Regions from separate parts of the Bos taurus genome. Here region 1 is linked to region 2. A link is a contact called in public Hi-C data. All regions are on one chromosome and are shown on one strand. Each heading gives the region's core, a stretch centred on a gene start, on an enhancer-like site or on the middle of the called end of the contact. The rest is flanking DNA. Distances are from core to core; before and after follow the strand shown.

Evidence for each region. A called contact is a pair of places that touch in the nucleus more often than the background predicts.
Region 1: a contact with region 2 is called in a Hi-C map of liver, with 2.3 times the contacts expected there. The contact joins the promoter of PSMA1 here to the enhancer-like site in region 2. A contact is called at or near these places in 4 of 11 Hi-C or Micro-C datasets (liver, skeletal muscle, skin fibroblasts and 1 more).

The regions. Positions count from the first base shown.
Region 1 is chr15:38,212,300-38,215,709 of ARS-UCD2.0, forward strand. It overlaps PSMA1 (proteasome 20S subunit alpha 1), which reads left to right and starts at 1,569. Exons shown (of 10, transcript NM_001035310.2): 1 at 1,569-1,621; 2 at 2,979-3,023; 3 at 3,300-3,401. The coding sequence starts at 1,619.
Region 2 is chr15:38,002,034-38,005,392 of ARS-UCD2.0, forward strand. All of the region lies in intron 1 of PDE3B (phosphodiesterase 3B), which reads right to left. Among named protein-coding and RNA genes, the nearest start is that of PDE3B, 92 kb to the right of the region's middle. Within about 2 kb of position 1,443, at least 21 of the 102 cell types and tissues checked have an H3K27ac peak or open chromatin away from gene starts, as enhancers often do. A contact at or near this core is called in liver, where this site is marked.

The DNA.
Region 1 (3,410 bases), core at 319-2,818, 210 kb after region 2:
AAAAGAAAGCAATCTTTCAATTTAATCTACTAAATTTACAGTGACTTTGAAAAATGACAACAAGCAATATTGGTGAATTTAAGAAAGGGATCACTCATATACAGTGGTTGAGAATACATTTTGGTAAAACATTTCTCCAGAGCAATTTAGTACTTTTCATAAAAGCTTTAGAAATATCCATTTCATTTGACCCTACAATTCCATTTTCAGGAATTTATTCTATAAAAAGGAGTACAGATGTGTATACAAAAGATATGTCATAAATAAGCTGCTTGGGAGAGGGGTAACCTAAATATTAAACACTAGGAATTTGGGTAAATAAAATATCCAGAGCATAATACTAGGGAGTCATGTTTAACCTAGAAAATGTTTAACATGAAAAAATGTCCAAAATATATAAGTGGCAAGGTTTAAAAAAAGAGTCTGATACTAAATTGCTGGGAACTTGAGCAAATCACTTAAGTAAGCTGAGTCTCTTCTTCATCTGCAAAGCTTAGATACTTAAGGACCCTCTCAACTCTTCCCTTATATGACTCTAGGTATCCATCCTTTCTTTTTTATAAAGAAAGTGTCATCATTTGTGGTTCACTTGGTAAAGAATCCGCCTGCAATGCAGGAGACCTGGTTTCGATCCCTGGGTTGGAACGATCCCCTGGAGAAGGGAAAGGCTATCCACTCCAGTATTTCGGCCTAGAGAATCCCATGGTCTGTATAGTCCATGGGGTCGCAAAGAGTCGAACACGACTGAGCGACTTCACTTCACTTCAAGTCATCATTGGCAGTCAGTAAATGTTAGGTTGGCAGCTGATTGCACAACTGTCCTAAACTATTTCAGGATTTACTAAAAGATGCTCACAAAAGAGAAAATACGTGTTTTGGAAGAAAATGTCCACCTTTTCCCTTAGTTGCCTAATCTTTCAGCATCGTGCTTGGTTTTGAAGGTACAGAAAGACACTGGCGCCCTCAAAGAGTGTAAAGTCTCTTGGGGTGAAGCCAATAATAATGTTAAAAAGACTGATGATAACAAATCCTTGAAATATGAGTTCTCCAAAGAGTAGGAGAAAGGATTCCAAAGTAGAAAGAAAAGCACGTTCACAAACAAGATAGAGGGAGAGGATGGTTGGCACAAAAACGGACCATTATTTGTGGCCTTTCTTTCAGTATCGTTCTTCTCACGTTACACAACACCTCATATATCGCTTAAGGGGAGACTGAGCCACACACTCGATCACCTGTAGTCTCTGGTGCATCTGGTCAGGCCGGTGAGAAACTGACAGGAGTCAGCAACACGCAGGCAACTTCCCCAAGAACCCAAGAAGGGGTACTTGGTAGCTGCGGCCCAGCAGCTCCTAGCTCCCGCGGGCACTCCTGGCCCAAGGTTTCCAGCCAATCTCAGTTCCTCTAGCTTCCCAGGCCCCTCCCACTTCTGAGCCACCCGAGAGCTCTGAGGGCGGGGGAGCAAGGGAAGCCTATCGATATCTCTGGAATAAACTATTCTACCCTGCGCCGCCGCCGTCAAAATCCGCAGTCTTCTCTGTAGATCGCCGAGCGGAAGCTTCGGCAGTGCTGTTCCATCCGCAGGTTTGCAGGAGGCCGAAGCCGGGCTCGCGCCGGAACCATGGTGCGTTGGATTCCGAGCTTAGGCAGGGTTGGAGAAGAGGTCCGCGGCTGGGGGGTTAGGGGGAGCTTCTTCTCATGCCTTCCTTAGAGCGGTCCGGGGCCATGGGACTTGGGAACTGTAGCCGACGGGATGGTTCAGGCGGTGATTCAGCATCTCCGGCCTGGCCGGGAGAGTGGAGGTCGGTAGTCTGCTGCCGGTGCGACCTTTCCCTGGGGTTTGTTTCGCTTTCCACCGGGCCTTGAACAATATCTTCTCGGTCTACCAGCCAATTTCGCTCCTCAGGTTCCTTCAGTCGAGTAGATTCCGAGCAGTCCAGAGAGGGCCCTAGTGGTCTGTGTGGGAGAAAGGAAAAATAGGGACTTAACTTCAGACTTCCTTGTACTGCCAAGTGCGGACTTGATTCCAGGGTTTGGGTTGCTGCCGGGACCGCGTTCATTTTCTTGGCGGGTCCCTGTGCAGTCTTTTTCTTAGAGCTGTGTCAGAAAAAGCCCTTTTCAATCACTTTGTCTAGTCACCTGATATTACAAATGAGTGAACCGAAGCTGATATTAGTGATGAAATCAGGGTTATAGTATAGAGCTCAGGGATTCCAGGCCTGTGCCTGCCTTCCAGCGCTCAGCCTTCTCACCCCCATGATTAGTCTCCCAAGTACTGTGCTGGACTTGTTTTAATATCGTCTTTAAAGCAGTAATGGGTCTGTTTTTATGGCAATGTGTGTCCACTTCTGACTTCCTGGGGACATTCTTGTGTTCTCATTCAGTATGAATGAATGAAAGGCACGTTCAGTATGTGCCTTTACATATTCAGTATGAATGTTTTAAGTGCAGTGAAGGTTCAAAGATAAATCAGACATATCCCAAATCGTAGTATGAGGCAGAAAAGGAAGTGAAGATAAAGAACTGGTGGGAGTGTGTTTTGAGATTTGGGGAGAAAAGATGGAGAAGATTTCAAGAGATAGACATTTGAGCTGACTTAAGAAAAGGTAAAGTAGGGTCTGATATAAGGGAAGAATATTAGCAAAGATAGAAAGGAAAGTGGACACATAGGAACTTTAGTAATTGACTGAACCCAAAGCAAGTACTATGAACAGTGTTAGATCTGCAAGACTGGTTGGGAAGCTAGGTACCATCTAGATCCACCCAGCCCCCCCCCCGACCCCCCCCCCCCCATCTCCTTATAAATGTAAAATTGGCTTGCAGCTGATTACAGTAGTAATCTTCCAATGAGACTGCAACAACAGCTTTTCCTTAATGCTGGATGGAGGGAGATGAGAGAACATTTTTTAATGATAGAGCTTGTTAAGATTTTGAATTTGTAATATTCTTGTGTTAATAGGTCTTTTTTCATTTACTTTCAGTTTCGCAACCAGTATGACAATGATGTCACTGTTTGGAGCCCTCAGGTAAAATGTTTTATATTACTCCTGTGAAGTGACTTTTGGTGACTGCAGTGTGTTCAGAAGCTTATGGGATTATAGGAAGCGAGAAAATGGAATATAATCATTTTATACGTTCCTGAAACCTAAGTTTATTATTAAAGTCAGTCTTCTAGTTTTAAGAAACAGCATTTGAGGTGTAACTATGCCTACTTGAGATTTGGGATTGCTAAATTATTTTAAATACGTAAAAGGGTCTTATAATGACTAAGGTTTTTTGTTTTTGTTTTTTTTTCATTTTAGGGCAGAATTCATCAAATTGAATATGCAATGGAAGCTGTCAAACAAGGTTCAGCCACAGTTGGTCTGAAATCAAAAACTCATGCAGTGTTGGTTGCATTGAAGGTAAGTAAA
Region 2 (3,359 bases), core at 193-2,692:
TACTGAATACACAGTGGATGGTGCATGAATATTAAAAGTTTAAGAAACATTGGTAGAAGCATTCATTCCTCCAAAATAACACATAGCTCTTTTACAATTTTACTTCCAAGTAGCCAATATATGTTCTATATCAATTGTTCCAAAGTCAGCAAAACCTAAACTTCACTCTCAATACCAAAGGAAATCCTATAAATAAATATAAGGATAAATAATTCAAATATTATTAAATTTTGAATCAAGTGAAAAAAGAGTTTTAGTGACTATGGTATGTTCTCAAAACATGGTTCTATTATATGATAAGACGTCATTTCATGAAAGTGAAGTGAAAGTGAAGTCGCTCAGTCATGTCCGACCCTCAGCGACCCCACGGACTGCAGCCTTCCAGGCTCCTCCGTCCATGGGATTTTCCAGGCAAGAGTACTGGAGTGGGGTGCCATTGCCTTCTCCACATTTCATGAAAGGATTAATTTTAATTGCTGTTTTTAGGAGCTTCCAGTACTCCATTTGTCTCTTTCCATCTAAATTCAAATTTACACAGTATCAGAAATTAGTATTTTCACACACTGTAGACATCTGTTCAAAAATACTTTTAAAAACAGTATTTTCAATTTAAGTAACATATGAGATGCCTATTATTAAAAAAAATTCTTTTAGTTGATTTGATAAAGTAAATCCAAAACTGTGCTTTTATAAACTCAGCTTTTCTTTGTGGTTAAAAAGTTGAATCCTGATTAAAGTTTCTGTTTGAATATGTTTGTAAGTCCAACATGCTTTACAGAGCTCTATGAAACCACCACCACCACAGTGAAACATCAGCAGCACAACCAGGAGATGTTATCAGGTTCAATTACGTCAATGAGGTTTTACTTCATTGTTCCCTAATGTAGCCAAGAAGAAAAACATATATGTGTCCTCAAGTTAAGCTTACAGAACTGTGACATTTATGTGAAATTTGAAAGATTAGCTATTATGTAACAGCTGTGAATTAACTGTTAAAACATACTTTATTTTCAGCATTTTTCACTTGAGCTTCGTGTATAAATCTAGGTTAATTTCTCAAATTTCAGTACTTTCAACTTTTTCTGTGCCTTTCAACTTTAGGCCCATTTAACTATGTTTATTGACCATAAACCAAAAACATAAAATAAATGGACACCCTAAAAAGCTAAACTAAAACTGTACAACTGTACTTTCTAATAGTCTAAAGTGCAACGACAGTCATCTTGACCCCTGCATGACAAATAAAGGCCCCAGTCAGAAAACCTGAGAATAAGGGCAAGAAAAAAAGGGTGTGTGTGTCTCTCCTGTGTGGTGGGGTGGAAACCTGAGAATAAGGGCCAAAAAAAGGGGGGGCGGGGTGTGTGGTGGGGGTGGAGACTAGTATTACTTGGAAACTAGCCTCATTTGCTATCCTTACCAATCAATCAAAACATACGACTACAGCTGTGGTGATTGAGCCTGCACGCTGTGCACCAGCACCGTCGGCCGCCTAATATACCATGGCTTCTTTAATCTTCACTAGAATTCTTTGTGGTAAGCCTATTTCCCCATTTTACAAATGACACAACAGAGACTAAAAAGGTGAAGTACCCTGCCCAGAGTCACATGACTAGTAAGTGGCAGAGACAGAAATTAAATTCAGATCTGTCTCATTGCAAAGCTTTTTAAGGATTCTTAAACTTTATGCTAAACGATCTTTTTTTTTTCCCACTTTGTATCGGGGTATAGCTGATTAACAATATTGTGACAGTCTCAGGTGAACAACGAAGGAAGTCAGCCATACATATGCATGTATTATGCTACACCATCCTATATTATCAGCACTACTATGTGCTAGTAATATGGCAGGTGCTTGGCAGCCATGTGGAATCACAACAATTGTGCAAGTAACCCCATTTATATATGGAGAAGTTAAGGCTTAGTGATTATACTAATTATTCTCCATTTGCCTCTCAGATCCCTTCTTTGTCCTCCTCTCCATGATGGGAAGGCTGACCCCGACACTCTGCATCTCCCAAGCTGCCATGCAGTTGACTTCTACTTAGGTTGGAAGATGATGGCAGGAAACTGGAGTGTGGGAGGAGAGGAAAATGGTTGTGCCCTTTCTGCTGCCTCCATGACTACAGCTCTTAATCAGTTGGTCTTCCCTTCCCAACTTCAGCTGTGACTCTGGAAACACTATTTCCATCCTTGCTCTATCAGCCTCAGGTGAGGTAACAGCTTTCTAGTGTTACTAGCTCTCGAGCTGCCTAACCATCCCTTGATCACCCTCTTAGGCTTGTTCCTTCTCTTAAGGTTTATTTGAACCACCTTGGAGTGAATTCCATTAATATTTCTTGCAATCCTAAATACAGGGACATTGTGAACCAAGTTCTATCAGGTGTCAGCTAGTAAACTGCAGTGGAGAAGGCGATGGCACCCCACTCCAGTATCTTGCCTGGAGAATCCCAGGGACGGGGGAGCCTGGTGGGCTGCCGTCTATGGGGTCGCACAGAGTCGGACACGACTGAAGCGACTTAGCAGCAGTAGCAGCAGTAAATTGCAGAGCGAGTATCTGAACTCAGATTTATCGCCCTTCAAATTTTATTCTCTTTCTACTACTATGCTGAAAGGATAATTATTTAAGCTTTTAATGAGATTTCTTTCCAAAAATAATAAAAATAGATCATCAAATCATAGATTACCCTCCAATACTTGATCCCGTATTTCCTGCATTTCATTCTGTTAGTACAGTTGAACTTGCTGAGCTCTAGTCAATGACTCACTTTTCCATAAATGGTCTAGATCCAATCTGCTGGTACCTGCATCTTGCTTCAGAAGTGTCCGACTCTTTGCAACTCCATGGACTGTAGCTCATCAGGCTTCCTCTGTCCGTAGGATTCTCCAGGCAAGAATACTGGAGTAGGCTGCCATGCCCTCCTCCATGGGTTTGATCCCAAGATCCAATCCAGGTGTCTACCTGAGAATGCTTCACAAGCAGCTCTCTCCCTCGCTCTTCCATCATTTTTTCTCTCTACTAAATCATTGCCATTATTCCCGTTAGACTATAAACATGCCGCAATTTCTCACCTCTCACACACACACAAACTTTTTCATGATCTTACACTCAGCCTGTATCCCATTTCTTTGCTCCCATTTATAGCAGAGTTCCTCAAGGGTAATGTTTACTTTTTGTTTCCAATTATTCTCCTATAATTCTCTCTGAGCTATACTAGGTGGTCCTTGAACATGCCAGGCCACTCCAATGAAGATTTTTTCCTAAAGCTGTACTGATAATTCAGAATTTATAACATAGCACTTAAAGTGTACATGTAAGTTTGGGCTTTTTTCTCAAAAGTTCCAAACTAGAAACAACAATA